Linked DNA regions of Mus musculus: regions 2 and 3 are each linked to region 1. A link is a contact called in public Hi-C data. All regions are on one chromosome and are shown on one strand. Each heading gives the region's core, a stretch centred on a gene start, on an enhancer-like site or on the middle of the called end of the contact. The rest is flanking DNA. Distances are from core to core; before and after follow the strand shown.

Region 1 (4,138 bases), core at 224-2,723:
AACACTACACATGGGAACACTACACATGGGAGCACCACATGTGGGAGCACCACACGTGGGAGCACCACACGTGGGAGCAGTACACATGGGAACACTACACATGAGAACACTACACATGGGAGCACCACACGTGGGAGCACCACATGTGGGAGCATTACATATCCCAAATTCTTGGACCTCATGCCAGTTTTGGCAACTCCAATCTCAGCTGGAAATCTGTCTTTTGAAAGGCACTCCCCAAGAATCTGATCACGGATGCCTCAGGACCAGCATCAGTGAGCTGGCCTAATCCACTGCTCTGAGTGTGTCTTCTTGAGCCTGCATGAAAATTTCCAGAAGCCCTGCCAGGCCCTCCTGTAGACAAAGGGAACTAGGGGGCTCATGGGTCCTCACCTCAACGTACTAACTGGACCTTCACTTCATTTTGTTTCTTGATATTCTGTTTTCTGTTTGATTTTACATACTGGGTTTCTTCAGCAGAAGTTTGTGGGGAAGCTCCTCTTGTCCAAATATCCACGTTGTTACCTTGGTCAGGGCACTAGACACTCTGTATGTCTTTCTTCCAAGCCTCTAGCCACCATTTTGAGAGAGATGCGATTGTTACCAGTTTGTGCACAGAATCCTAAATTTGAGAGACAAAGGCATTGCCCAATTGACGTAACAACTGTGCATCAGGACTTCCTTGGGAACTGAGAGTTTATTACAAAAGAAGTATTCTTTGCACTATACCTTTATCTTAGCAAAAATTAGTGGAGACTCTGTTTGTGCGAAGGAAGCCCTTCAATGTGTCATTCTGATCTGGGGCCAGCAGTTTTACATATTTATAATGGAAGAGCCTCGCATCTGCCCGAGATCCACATTTTAATCTTGTCATTTCGCTCACCCAATCAAGAGCTGCCGTGTTGTTTGTCAGGTGGCTCTAAACCAAAGCCGAGTGCCTGTTTTAATGAAAGTGTGATCATGGTGCGTTTTAAAAATTAAATATATGCAACCAATCTAATCACCCAAATTTATGTTGCTTGCTGTTAAATTTGGCACGGAATTTGGCTGGGTAAAAGAGATGAATTCTATGGTAGAGAATTTTCCCTCTTTCTCTTTTTTAATGTAGGATGTGGCAGCATTAATTAAATAGGGTTTAATGGTTGAATTTTACCTTCTGCAAAAATATTTTGTGAATCATAAATTTCCCCCGCATTGTTTGGTGCTGCTGGCCTGGAAGAGAGATTTGGCAGCCCACTCTAGGACAGATGACATGGAGCGATTAGCAAGCTGACTTCAGCTGCTGGCGGCTGGGTTCTGAAAGAACATGTTAATATCCTCCATTTTGACATGCCGGCTGGACTTTTTTTTTTTTTTTTCCTGAGGAGCTGGCACTATTTATGACTCCATTTTTATCTTTTAAATGCCATGACAGATGGTAGATTCTTCAGCCAACTCTATTGCCAGGAAATGCAGAAAGCTTGACAGCATTGTGGTAATGGTAAAATCAGACCAGGCAGACACCCCTAGACAAACCTGAAGTCATCCCCCAAATTTTCTGAGAGTGCTGGTCATTCTGGCTGCATCCTTTTTCAGGGGGCTGGGAGGGAATGGAAGGAGGGAGTAACAAGGGAAATCAAACAAAATGGACCTGCGAACAGAGCTAATGCTCCGCACGGCAGCCCTCCTCACCTCAGGGTGGACACCACTGACTTTCAGAATATGTTTGCAGGGTTGTGAAGGCAGGCACACGGGTGAGTCTCTCTCTTTGCTTCCATTTTGCGGGCAGGAGTTCTGCTGACCTTGTTTTGTGACTGTGCTAGCTTTATTCTGATGGGAATCCAAGCAGAACCATTCGCTCTGTCTCTCACCCTAGTGGAGGCTTCTCTGCCAGTGAGTAGCTTTCATCATTACTCACAAAAGTGGGATGGTGCATTTGATCCAGTCATGTTTAGAAATCACATCTTTTTTCATCCCTGACTTATTAGCTTTAGGTCAATGCAGACAGCTGCTTCAGTGTCCCAGCTGGGAGCACTGGCCTCAGTAAATGTATTTCTTACTCTTCCATGGTCCCTGGCCTGATCACCCTCATTCCCATCTGTCACATGGCACATTGCCTATTTCCCAGGTGGTCAGATTCCCCAGCATCAGGCGGGGAGGGGTGTGGGAAGGACAGGATGGGTCAGGAGACGATTTCAGTGTCCTCTAAGAGGTCGTGTGTGGCCCTGACACTGAGCTTGAAAGACCTGTTTTCAAAGGACTGAGTCTCCGGTCAGATATTAAAAATGGCCACCTTGGAACATCCAGCTAGTCACCTGGGCTCACACTAGCTCTTGATTTGTCTCACTTCCTTTTAATTTCTTCTTCCTTGTTAGCTGATATTTGACAGCCTTTTAATAGAGGCACAAATTCTTTAACTCTACAAGTAAGGCTAATATTAAAAATGCAGATCATGAGGGTGAGGAGATGGCTTAGCTGGTAGAATGCTTGCCATGCAAGGGTGTTGGCACACATCCGTAACCCCAGAACCAAGAACCAAGGAGGTAGACACAGGCACATTCCTAGGGCTCACTCTTTGCCCACTGCTGCCGAACTCATGAGGTCCAGATTCAGTAAAAGACCACATCAACAAACAAACAAACAACCATAAGAGCAATCAAGGGAGACACCTGATGTCAACCCCTGGCCTACACACATGTACACACACATACACATGCACACACAAACACACACATGCACCTGCATACACAAGGGTGCACACTCCACAGGGACACACACGTACACATGAAATAAAGTTTAAGAAAATTATAAAATTATAAATTATAAAATTATAAAATGGCATGCCTTTTAGCCTACATGGCTGCTGAGTTCCTGATAACTAATTTAAACTCCCCCAGAAAGCACATTTGATGTTGGGATGTGGTAGGGGACAGAGAGTCACTTCATTTGAGAAGAGGTTTGGGCAGGATGGACAGTGTGAAGCGTATGTCAGAGATGTAAATGGGAGAAGAGGCCTTGGAGATGTGTGTGTGTGTGTGTGTGTGTGTGTGTGTGTGTGTGTGTGTTCGTGAGCACACACGAGCGTCTCACTTCTTTCATGTGTCACTTCGGGTCACTAGATAGAGCTACAAGAGGGGAGCCTGTGCTGATATCACAGGGAAGAAGAGAATGAAGTCAGTCCTGTGAAGATCCTTGCCAGAGACAGAGCCAAGTGCTGCCCCTCAGAGTGCTTCCCCACTCTGAGGTCACTTCGACGCTGTCCACAAAGTCTGAAGAACACACACATAGCTCTTTAAGTGCACTTGATTTTTTTCATCAAAATTATCTGATGATACTTCATGTTCAGCCAAAGAAAATTTCCAATTTGTATAGAACTTATACATCAGAGAAAATATGATTGCTGATTTTATATATATATATATATATATATATATATATATATATATAATTTCCAGAACAATTCAGTATCTTTCTTCAAACTGTGCATACCAATGCTCCCGGGAAAATCACATTGTTTACAAACTTAGATTAGGGATATGTGAAAGTTTTAAACTTTATTCCATTTAGCTATTTCAACGTTGGGAACACCAATTGCTATTCTATGTGTCACATCTTATTTTCCTTGAAGACAGTCTTTGTGGCTAGCTAATTAAAACCTCAAAATCTTTAGGATTCCCTGAACTTGAGAGCTATAATAACACCTGGCCTGGAAAGATCTGTCCATGGGCACAACAGTGGCACTAATGTCATGGTAGTAACCAGCTGCTTTCTGGTTGGATTTAAGTCCCACTTCATAAGATAGAATTAGTGCTCAGTACAATTAGTGGAGTCCAAAATCATGGCTAGCAGGGTCATAGGCCCTAGGGAAAAACTTAATACTAAATGGACATAGTAGTAAATTGTACCCTAAGTTCTCATCTTATTACTGACAACTGATTTAAACTTCCTCAAAAAGCACATTTTATATGGGATCTGTTAGGAAACAGGAAACCATTTCACTTAAGAAGTGGCAGAAGAGACAATGAGTGTATCTTTCAGTCCTCATCAGAGACCCCCACCCAGCCTAGTAAACGGTGATTCCCACAGATCCACAACTGATCCATGTGTAGCAAACAAAGGACCATAGAGTGCTCAATTCCGAGTGATATCTGGATATTGA
Region 2 (4,313 bases), core at 68-2,567, 290 kb before region 1:
TTTCAAACAGTATCATTTCTCTATGTGTGTGTGGTTGTCAGAGGACATTTGTGACACTGGTACTTTTCTTCTACCATGTGGGTCCTTGGGATCAAACCCAGGTCATCACCCTTAGTGGCAGTCGCCTTCACCGGCAAAGCCGTATCGCCTGTCTTGTTGCAGTGATATATATATATTTTTAAATTCCAATTGAAGATGGAAACTATTGAAATCTTCCTCTTTCATGAGACTTTGAATCATGACAGGGAGTGATCATGTGACGACAGTGTACTATGGTCAGAGGAGTCTGTGGTTTTGCTTCTGAGGTTTGTGTCGGATGTGGGATATAAACCCCTCTGTCAAATTGCTAACTTAAGATCCCCACAGAGTGACTTTACTGGTTTTTCAATGGTAGTTGTCTGTGGCACCTCAAAAACCATAATTCACTGAGCAAGCAGATGTTGTCACGACACAAACTGTCAGAAAACTACTTCTCAAAGTTCAATAGGATACACAGCAGTGACACTAAAATCCAGTGTCCTGTGTGGGTCTTAAGGCTTTGGGCTAAGGGCCGACTGACCTTTTCGTAGACATCTCTGAGAGAAGCATGGGTTGGGTGTAGGGAAAGGTAGCTCTAAGTAGTGGGAAAGGTTAGAGGTGTTGGCATCCGTGGGCTTTCTAGTGACGTGTCAGCACTTGATAGTTAGAAGTGAATCTCAAATGTTTAAACACTTAGAAGTGAAGTGAGCCCCTTCTAGCTGGGTGAGTGGCACTGTTAACCTCTAATAGGTGAGGGCTTTATAAGCTGAAACACCAGCACATGTCACTGGTGAGGTCTGAGCCTTGACCCTGAAGCATGAGCCTTTCAATCTGGGGACGTTCAGAGTCTGCTCAGTTCCCTTCACCACCCCTCCACACTGTCACAGCCTGAGACGTGTAAATTAGCAGTCTGTCTTGGAATAGCTTCTTCACATGTCACCCGCAAAAGAAAAAAAGCAGGAAAGCCCTCACGCATGGAGCGCATGGCATGGCTACCTTTGTCACACAGCCACCGCCCCATTCGATGCGACTCACTCTGCCTCATACGCCCAAACTGAGCTGGAGACAGGGGTCCGGGTGGGGAAGGAAGGCCCTGACATTCTAGGAGCATGGGGGTTCGTGGGGGCTTGGGGTGCCTCGCCCACGTTTCGGAACCATTTCACGGCATAACTTCCCCCCAAAAGAACATAACCTGGGAGAACTGCTAGGTTGTAAACATAATGATCTGGAAGAGAGGTTTCTGCTTCCTGCATTTTGAACGGGTGGGAGGCCATCTGCTTCTCCATATGGAAGCGCTATCCTCTCCTGCACGGGTGCCAGCAGAGTTAGAAGCCAAAACCACAGGAGGAGACAGCCTGGCTCCTCCCTTCACCTCTGAGAGAATTAATGGAGCTCATTCTTTATGTAGAGTTCAGATTTCCTGTCGTAGCTAAGGCCACAGGATTCAGGATGACCACCTGAAAACTCTGCCTGTGAACACAGCGTAAGAAATGCTGGTGATTGAGAGAGTTCAATGCTCTTCTCAGCAAGGGTTTGCAGTGTGTCGTGAGTTAACAAACGTGTTTGTGAATGGTCCCCTTAAAGCCCAACATCAGTTAGTTTTCCTCTCAGTTCGGAGTTTTTTGAAAGCATTTTTGGACTGGAGGTGCAGGGCAGCCCAGAGTGTCTGCCTCGTAAAGATGGGGCTCTAGCATCCATCGCAGACACCATGCAAACAATGAGCTTTCCCCCTTCCGTCTATGCTTCTTGTTTTAAGACTTTACTGACTACTCTGTGGATGATGAATGCTTGGTGAAATTACTGAAAGGATGCTGCCTCAAGAACTTGGAGCGGCCCTTGCAAGCTGAGCTGTGTTTCAACCACGTTGTGGAAAGGTAAGAGGCAGCCCGAGGACAGGTGGTGGCTTCAGGGGAATCTGTGGGACAAAGGGGTGCCCCGAGCCTTTAACCTCATGAACAGATCTGCGGTTTGTTTGGAATATGGCTTTACGTTATTTCCACTCACTGCTTAAAGATGACTGCTAAATGTAAACTTAGAGCCAGGCTGACAGTCGCTAAGCGTTGGCTGTAAACTACTGAGGCTCTCAAACTCACTTGGTCTCTATCACTTCCTGTGGGGTGTGTGTGTGTGTGTGTGTGTGTGTGTGTGTGAGAGAGAGATGGTGATTTGGCAGGGAAGAGAGGTGAAAATACTGCTCCTTGTTTTTTCCCACAGGACATTTCTTCTGTGTATGGTGATCTTTGTTTTACAGCAATGACAGTACTGTCCTGATACTTTTCAGAGAGTTGGAGCAAGGGTGACTGCCTGTCAGTAAACTGGTGACCACTGTGTTCTAATGGCTGTGACTACTCACTCTGCACAGTGTGGGCCCAGGAGCAGGGCTCCCTACTTCTTTTCATAAAGAACCTGAAAACTGCATCTAATGTCAGGTCTCCTGGGTTTTAAATATTTTGTTCAATATTTTTGAAAAGACTGCAAGCCAAAAAGATAGAGGCCATTCAGTGTGCCACCTGATGCCTTCTTTCCCAGGTCACGTGCCTTCCCATTAACAGCCACTTGGACTCCTCCCTCATGACAGTATTTATGAGAATGTAGGACACGGAATCTTGTTCCCCAATAAGGTAATTTGGTGTATTCGCAGCTCTAGTTTATTGGCATTTTCCTAATGTTCAAGGGCCGGCCACTTGCTGAATTTCACAGGGAATCATTGACTGGTGTGGTTTACAATGTTTGAATTGTGCAGTCACCTTAGGTGGGGTTAAGTTGAAGAGGAGACCTCCTACACCACCCACCTCGGCTTCTGCGCAAGCCACTTTTGTGTTAATATCATTGTTCAGCACAGTTCTTGGAACTCTAGAGCAAGGGACATTTGAAATGCAAGTTTCCGTGAGGACTGGCCTCTTGATGGTTAATTTCCAAAGAGATATGCTTTTTGTTTTTTCTTCATGCCAGAAGTATAGGCAAAAGGTCATCTGTCTTGTCCCTTGCCAGCAAGAGAGTTTCTTCTGGTCCATACTCTCTCCAAAAGATGCATCCTCTTTTCCAAGCTGAAGGTCCAGCCACCTGCTGTCTGTGGGTTTAGGGCTTCATCTTCTTCATGGCCACCAAGACACAAGTCTTAGGTCTCTGCATAACCATGTCTCCTTCCACACAACTGTCTCCTCTTACTTCTTTGAGACTAGTTTTGGTTATAGCCTGATAAACTGAAATTAATCTGACACAGAATTAGACAAGTCAGCAAACAGAGTAGCCATTCAGAATGGAAACTGTAGAGTATCACATTGCATTTTGTACTTTTAAAAAAAGACTTATTTATTTTATGTATTCAAGTACACTGTAGCTCTCTTCAGACACACCAGAAGAGGGGCGTCAGATCCCATTACAGATGGTTGTGAGCCACCATGTGGTTTCTGGAAATTGAACTCAGGAGCTCTGGAAGAGCAGGCAGTGCTCCTAACTGCTGAGCCATCTCTTCAGCCCACATTTTGTATTTTTGATAATGAGTATATTTGTATGCATGTATCTGCCACCAAAAGTGAAAAAATCCATTATAGTTTGAACTACAGAAACAGTTCGCTCTAGATTTAAAACACTGTTGTTAACTCAACCTTTTTCCTGGGCTTCTAGTTTTCATAATGATGCTGAAACAAGACTACTAGCCACCCAGTCACTGACATTTTGAAGAATTCTAAGACCAAGTATGAAGGGAATTGATGCTTAATTAAACACATAAACCAGTGCAAGTTCCTTACTCCTACATTTAGAATCACATGCTCCTGAAGATGATCTTGTCAACTCTGGGTTCATCTTATTGAAGGTCTGTGTGTATCGGTTGCCCTGAGAGGTTGTGTGTGTGGTGCCAGTGCTGGCCTTACCTAAGGAACAGAAGATTAGTGTTGTGCACTTCCTTCCATATGTTGTGAGGCCTCGTATCTGTGAGGCAGCATCCTTCCTCCGATGGCAGTCTCGATGTTGTCTGGGAAATGAAGAGTGATGTGCGTCTGAGGTGATGCCTTTTGTGTTCTTTTAAGACTTAATTGATTTTCATTTGCTCTTTTAGTGAAAAACTATTGAAGTACGACCACTATCTGGTGCCATTTACGCTGTTTGAGTTGGCATTTTTGTATAAAAGCCAAGGGGAAATTGACAAGGCCATCAAGGTCCTAGAAACTGCAAGGTGAGTCCTGAAGGTAACTTGCCCTGTGGCCTTGAAGTGGGAGACATCAGTGCTATTGCAACAGCAGCAGTGACTGATTCCTTAAGGCCAGTGAGCCAATGCAGGTTCAGCACGGTTG
Region 3 (4,622 bases), core at 1,640-4,139, 470 kb before region 1:
TAAGTTACTGAATGAAAGAGTTTTAGGGAAGACAAACGTAGGGCTAGATTTAGACTTTTGCAAAACGTCCAACATTTTACAAGGTTATTAGGATTCATTTCTTAAGTTTTAAATACAATAGCTTTCCAACCCTAGCTAAAGAATACTCTTTTGTCAACACACACACAAATATACAAAAACCTGAACACATACACACACAAACAAAACATGAATACACAAATACATACATAAACACACAGTCAAAACATGAATACATAAATACACAGAAATATATACAAACACAAACATATACAAACACACCTCCTCCCTACAAATATTTGATGGGAATAACAAAAGGACTCAGGAATGACAGAACACAGTTGAGGCTGTTTAAATTAGTGGGCTACAAACCAGAAGTAATAAATTTCTAATATTATACATCATTGAGTAACAGTGCTCAAAATGTGTTAAGTAAGCAGGCTAAAATGGATCTGTAATAAGTGATAAGCAATCTGCAAAATGAAAGTAGGCATTTAGAAACTTTTACAAGTTGACAGCATTTTTATGTCTAAATTTTGCAATAAAAATTGGACTTATTATGTTAGCATTCTGGTTTAATTTTTCCTCTTTAGTAATTTATTGTTATTATTACATTTAAGAAGGGATTATTATTATTTTATTATATTTGAGACAGGATCTCACATTTAATTCAAGCTGGCCGGGAACTTAGTCTGGCCTTGACTTCATGGCGATGGGTTTAGCTCAGCCTTCCTGAGTGCTTAGCCACCGCCCCAGGATTAGGAATTGATTTTTATAGTATTTTACAAATAAAATGGCTCCATTGAAGATTAAAAATTAAGAAGCAAAATAACGGTGCTTGTTTCTTTTTTTCAGACATCATATAGCCCTGCCTGGCCTGGAACTCAGAGATCTATGTAGACCAGGCTGGCCTCAAATTCAGAGATCGGCCTGTTCCTGCCTCCCTGGGATTAAAGGTGTAGGTCACCAATTCCTTCCTTATCACCGGTATTTTGGGACACACTATCTGAGTATTTAAGCTTGCATTACAAATCTAAGTAGATAAAGTCTACATTAAAAAATCAATGCAAATTCAAATATGTAGTGGATATTAGGGATTTTGTGTTCTTAATGTTTTTCTTTAGATGTAAGAATATCACCCTGGGGCTGTAGAGATGGCTCAGTGGTTAAGAGCACTGACTGCTCTTCCAGAGGTCCTGAGTTCAATTTCCAGCAACCACATAGCGGCTCACAGCCATCTGTAATGGGATCTGATGCCCTCTTCTGGTGTGTCTGAAGACAGTGACAGTGTACGCATATACATTAAATAAATCTTAAAAAAAAAAAAATATCACCCTAATCCCAAATTACAGAATGGTACTTCTTTTGGAGCTACGTAACTGATGGGTAAATTAGCACAGTATCTGTGATTTACTGAATGGAAGAGCCTGGGGAAACACACACAACTGTATCCCATAGCCACAGAGCCACAGAGCCACAGAGCCACAGAGCCACAGAGCCAAAGAAAGGATGTCCAAATGTTTAAAACAACAACAACCACCACCACAACAACAACCAGTCATCAATTATCATTGAACTCACTAGGTAGCTAAGGCTAACCTCTAACTTACATCAGTTTTGACTCAGCCTCCCGAGGGCTGGGATTACAGCCAAAAGCCAGGACACCAAACTAATGGTTGAATTTTAAGTGGTGGAGTAAAACATTCAGAGTGTTCAGATAAACAGCAGAAAGACTAACTGTAGTTTAGTGGTAGGTCGTGTTTCATCTCCAGCACCAAAACAAATAGCATATAACAAAACAAAACTCATACCATAAAGTCACTAGGTCAGTGTTCTCTGGGATGACTTCCGGGTCTTCATCTTCCCCGAGGCATCTCAGTTTATCAAGGCTTAGAGAAAGGGAGGTTGGGAAAGGGAGAAAGGAAAAGCAACGATTTATGATCAGCCATGCATTTTTCAACAGCGGGTCAGAGCTTGTCCTAAATACATCATTGAATAATTAAGTCTTATGAAATCCAGCAGGCAGCTCAAAAGAGGCCAGAATTCAAGACAATGGTTTTTGTGCCAGTGTTATACCGAAAAGGGTGTATGTTCATTTGAGGACAGCCAGTACTGTCAAAAGGAGAAGGACCGCTACAAGTTAGTTTTTGTATTTCTATTTCCAGGTAAGAAACTTTTAGGGAAATTTTAGTAATAACATTTTCATGAGGACCGCTAGAAACCACGGTTAATAAAGGTTTCAACCCGGCTCTGTTTAAGTCTCCTCCATCCTCAGGTACTTCCATTGTCCAAATATCAATGACAGATATATACCGCTGTTACTTCAACAAGCACTTTAAAGATCAAGAATAGAAGTCTTTCGTGCATTTGTAGTGTCCCGTTACTGGATCCACCCCTCAGGAAAGTGCTTTTGGACCCAAGGATCTCTTCCGGCCTTCCGGAAAGGGTTTAGGGGGACGAAGGTTAAGGGTCTCCGAGAAGCGCAGGGACGAGGCTGAGCCCTGCGGGATCCACGCAAAACCCCGAAGCCGCACACTCACCCGCACACGACCCTCAGCTCTGCTGCTGCCTCCAGACTGCAGCCCAGATCGCTGGCTACTGCAGCATCCTCAAAGCCGTCGTTGGATGCCCCTCCGTCGGTCGGCTGCTCGGCTGCCTGCGGTTCGCTCAGCGACAAATCCTGGGCCCCTAGCCGGCCACGCCATAGCTCCCCAAAGGAGCCCACATGGAACACGCGCGTGTGCAACTCGGGAAGCTCGTATTCCGGAAAGCTGCTGTGGCTCGCACTGGGGACTGGGTGCTGTGGGCCACCCGCACCGCCGCCCTGCAGGTCCTCCGCCATGTCAGCCACGATCCCTTCCGGCAAAAGCTGGCGAGAGGGCGTCGCGGGGCGTGACGGGATTTGTAGTTTTGCAGAGCTCCGGGGTGGCGGGCGGTTGCGCGAGCTGTGCTTCAGAAACTACATTTCCCAGCAGGCTGGCTACCGCCTGGGCGCGGCTCGGTCGCTGTGGGCCGGGCTGGATGCATTGTTCTCTGGACTTGTCCGAGGGCTGTGCGGCTCGCTGTGTTCCGAGCTGATCTGGTATTGGGACCCACAATTACCTAAAGACTCAATCATTGGGTCCCCATCTCATAGTTTTCTCAAATCTGGTTCGTAGGGGCGGGACTTTTGTCCACTGGTTTTGCGAGCTGCTCTGCGGTTCCTCCTATCCTAGAGAGAATCCTGAAGGACAAGGGGCACTGAGACTGGTTCGTCCAGAATCTTCTGAAAGGCACGGTGTGTGTTTGTATGCGTGCCTTTGTATACCTACCTGCACGATAGAGCTTATCGAACGTCGGCTATGCAACACACAAATTCATTCTTAGCCATATGTATATATTTTGAAAAGTCACCACTTTTCCGGGGAGAGAGCCGAATGTGATTGTTAAAGGAGTAAACCGGTAAACTAGGAAATGGAAGTAGCTTGAAACCCAGTGAGCCTAGATGTTTCTGAAGCTTGGCCATCGCTCAGCTGTTCCAAATATCATAGCAGGGTGTGCTGAACAATCCCTGGCTTGTATGATTGTCCTGTGACACATGTTGTATAATTCAGCCATTGGAACTATTCCTTTAGTGGCTTTTAGTATATTCACAATGGGGCAACCATTAGTTTAAGAACATTTTCACCACTCGTGAAAAGGTTGCTTTTAGTTATGACTCCCAATCCTTCCAACTTTAGCCAACACTTTTCAGGCTTTACGTCTGTAAAGGTTTGCTATCTGGGCTTTTTGAAATAGGATATCACTACGTAGAACAGTCTAGCCTTGAATTCACAGCCGCTTCTGCCTCCTGAGTCCTGGGATTAAAGGTATGTCCCACCACACCCAGTTTATTTTCTACATGTAATATAAATGTAATCATATATGACCTTTACAATAGGTTTCTATAATATTGTACAATATTTTTACTTTGCAGCAAATTTCAGTACTTCATCCCCCCCCCCTTTTTGGTTGAATTTAATTGTATTGCATGGATATTATATATTTTATTTATTGAAACTCATTGGATGGACTGGGCTGCAGCTCAACTGATAAAATACTTGGCTCACATGCATGAAGTCCTGGGATCAATAATCCCAGCACTTGCAAGGGAGAGGCAGGAGGACCAGAAGTTCAAGGTCATAATCACCTTCAGAGGGAGTTTGAAGCAAGCCTGGGATACAGGAATTCCTGTCTCCTAAACAACAAGCAGGACTGGAGAGATGTCTCTCAGTGGCTAAAGAGCTTCAGCTTCTCTTCCAGAGGACCTGGGTTCGGTTCCCAGCACCCGTGTGGCAGTTCTCAGTGGTCTATAACTCCAGTTCCAGGGCCTCTTCTGACCTCTTTGGGTACCAGGCATGCAATAGTGCACAGACAATATGGGCAAAACACCATGACCAAAGCAACTTGGCTTCCATATCACAGGCCATCAGCAAAGGAAGTCAGGACAAGACTCCAGCAGAGCAGGAACCCAGGGGCAAGAGCTGATACAAGAAAAAAGAAAAATGCCGAGTTAACAGTTCAACTAAAACAAAACAAGGGGTTGAAAGATGGCTCAGTGGTTGAGAATACTTGCTGCAATTCCA

The links. A called contact is a pair of places that touch in the nucleus more often than the background predicts.
Region 2: a contact with region 1 is called in a Hi-C map of cerebellum, with 1.7 times the contacts expected there. The contact joins two enhancer-like sites. A contact is called at or near these places in 2 of 484 Hi-C or Micro-C datasets (cerebellar granule neurons and cerebellum), 1 of 115 datasets of contacts at active chromatin or transcription factors (embryonic forebrain) and 1 of 9 other capture datasets (adipose tissue).
Region 3: a Hi-C map of cerebellum shows a contact between it and region 1, with 2.1 times the contacts expected there. The contact joins the promoter of Snapc3 here to the enhancer-like site in region 1. A contact is called at or near these places in 2 of 39 promoter capture datasets (both in the 3T3-L1 cell line), 9 of 484 Hi-C or Micro-C datasets (the Ba/F3 cell line, the C2C12 cell line, the N1E-115 cell line and 6 more) and 3 of 115 datasets of contacts at active chromatin or transcription factors (bone marrow-derived macrophages, forebrain and large pre-B cells).

What each region holds. Positions count from the first base shown.
Region 1 is chr4:82,943,671-82,947,808 of GRCm38.p6, reverse strand. The region is part of intron 24 of Frem1 (Fras1 related extracellular matrix protein 1); the gene reads left to right. Among named protein-coding and RNA genes, the nearest start is that of Gm33260, 22 kb to the right of the region's middle. Within about 2 kb of position 1,473, at least 33 of the 459 cell types and tissues checked have an H3K27ac peak or open chromatin away from gene starts, as enhancers often do. A contact at or near this core is called in cerebellar granule neurons, cerebellum, cerebral cortex and 2 more, where this site is marked.
Region 2 is chr4:83,230,290-83,234,602 of GRCm38.p6, reverse strand. Ttc39b (tetratricopeptide repeat domain 39B) reads left to right here. Exons shown (of 20, transcript NM_027238.2): 18 at 1,775-1,892; 19 at 4,079-4,195. Among named protein-coding and RNA genes, the nearest start is that of Gm46887, 46 kb to the right of the region's middle. Within about 2 kb of position 1,317, at least 74 of the 459 cell types and tissues checked have an H3K27ac peak or open chromatin away from gene starts, as enhancers often do. A contact at or near this core is called in cerebellar granule neurons and cerebellum, where this site is marked.
Region 3 is chr4:83,415,991-83,420,612 of GRCm38.p6, reverse strand. It overlaps Snapc3 (small nuclear RNA activating complex, polypeptide 3), which reads right to left and starts at 2,889. Exons shown (of 9, transcript NM_029949.4): 1 at 2,559-2,889; 2 at 1,830-1,907. The coding sequence starts at 2,860.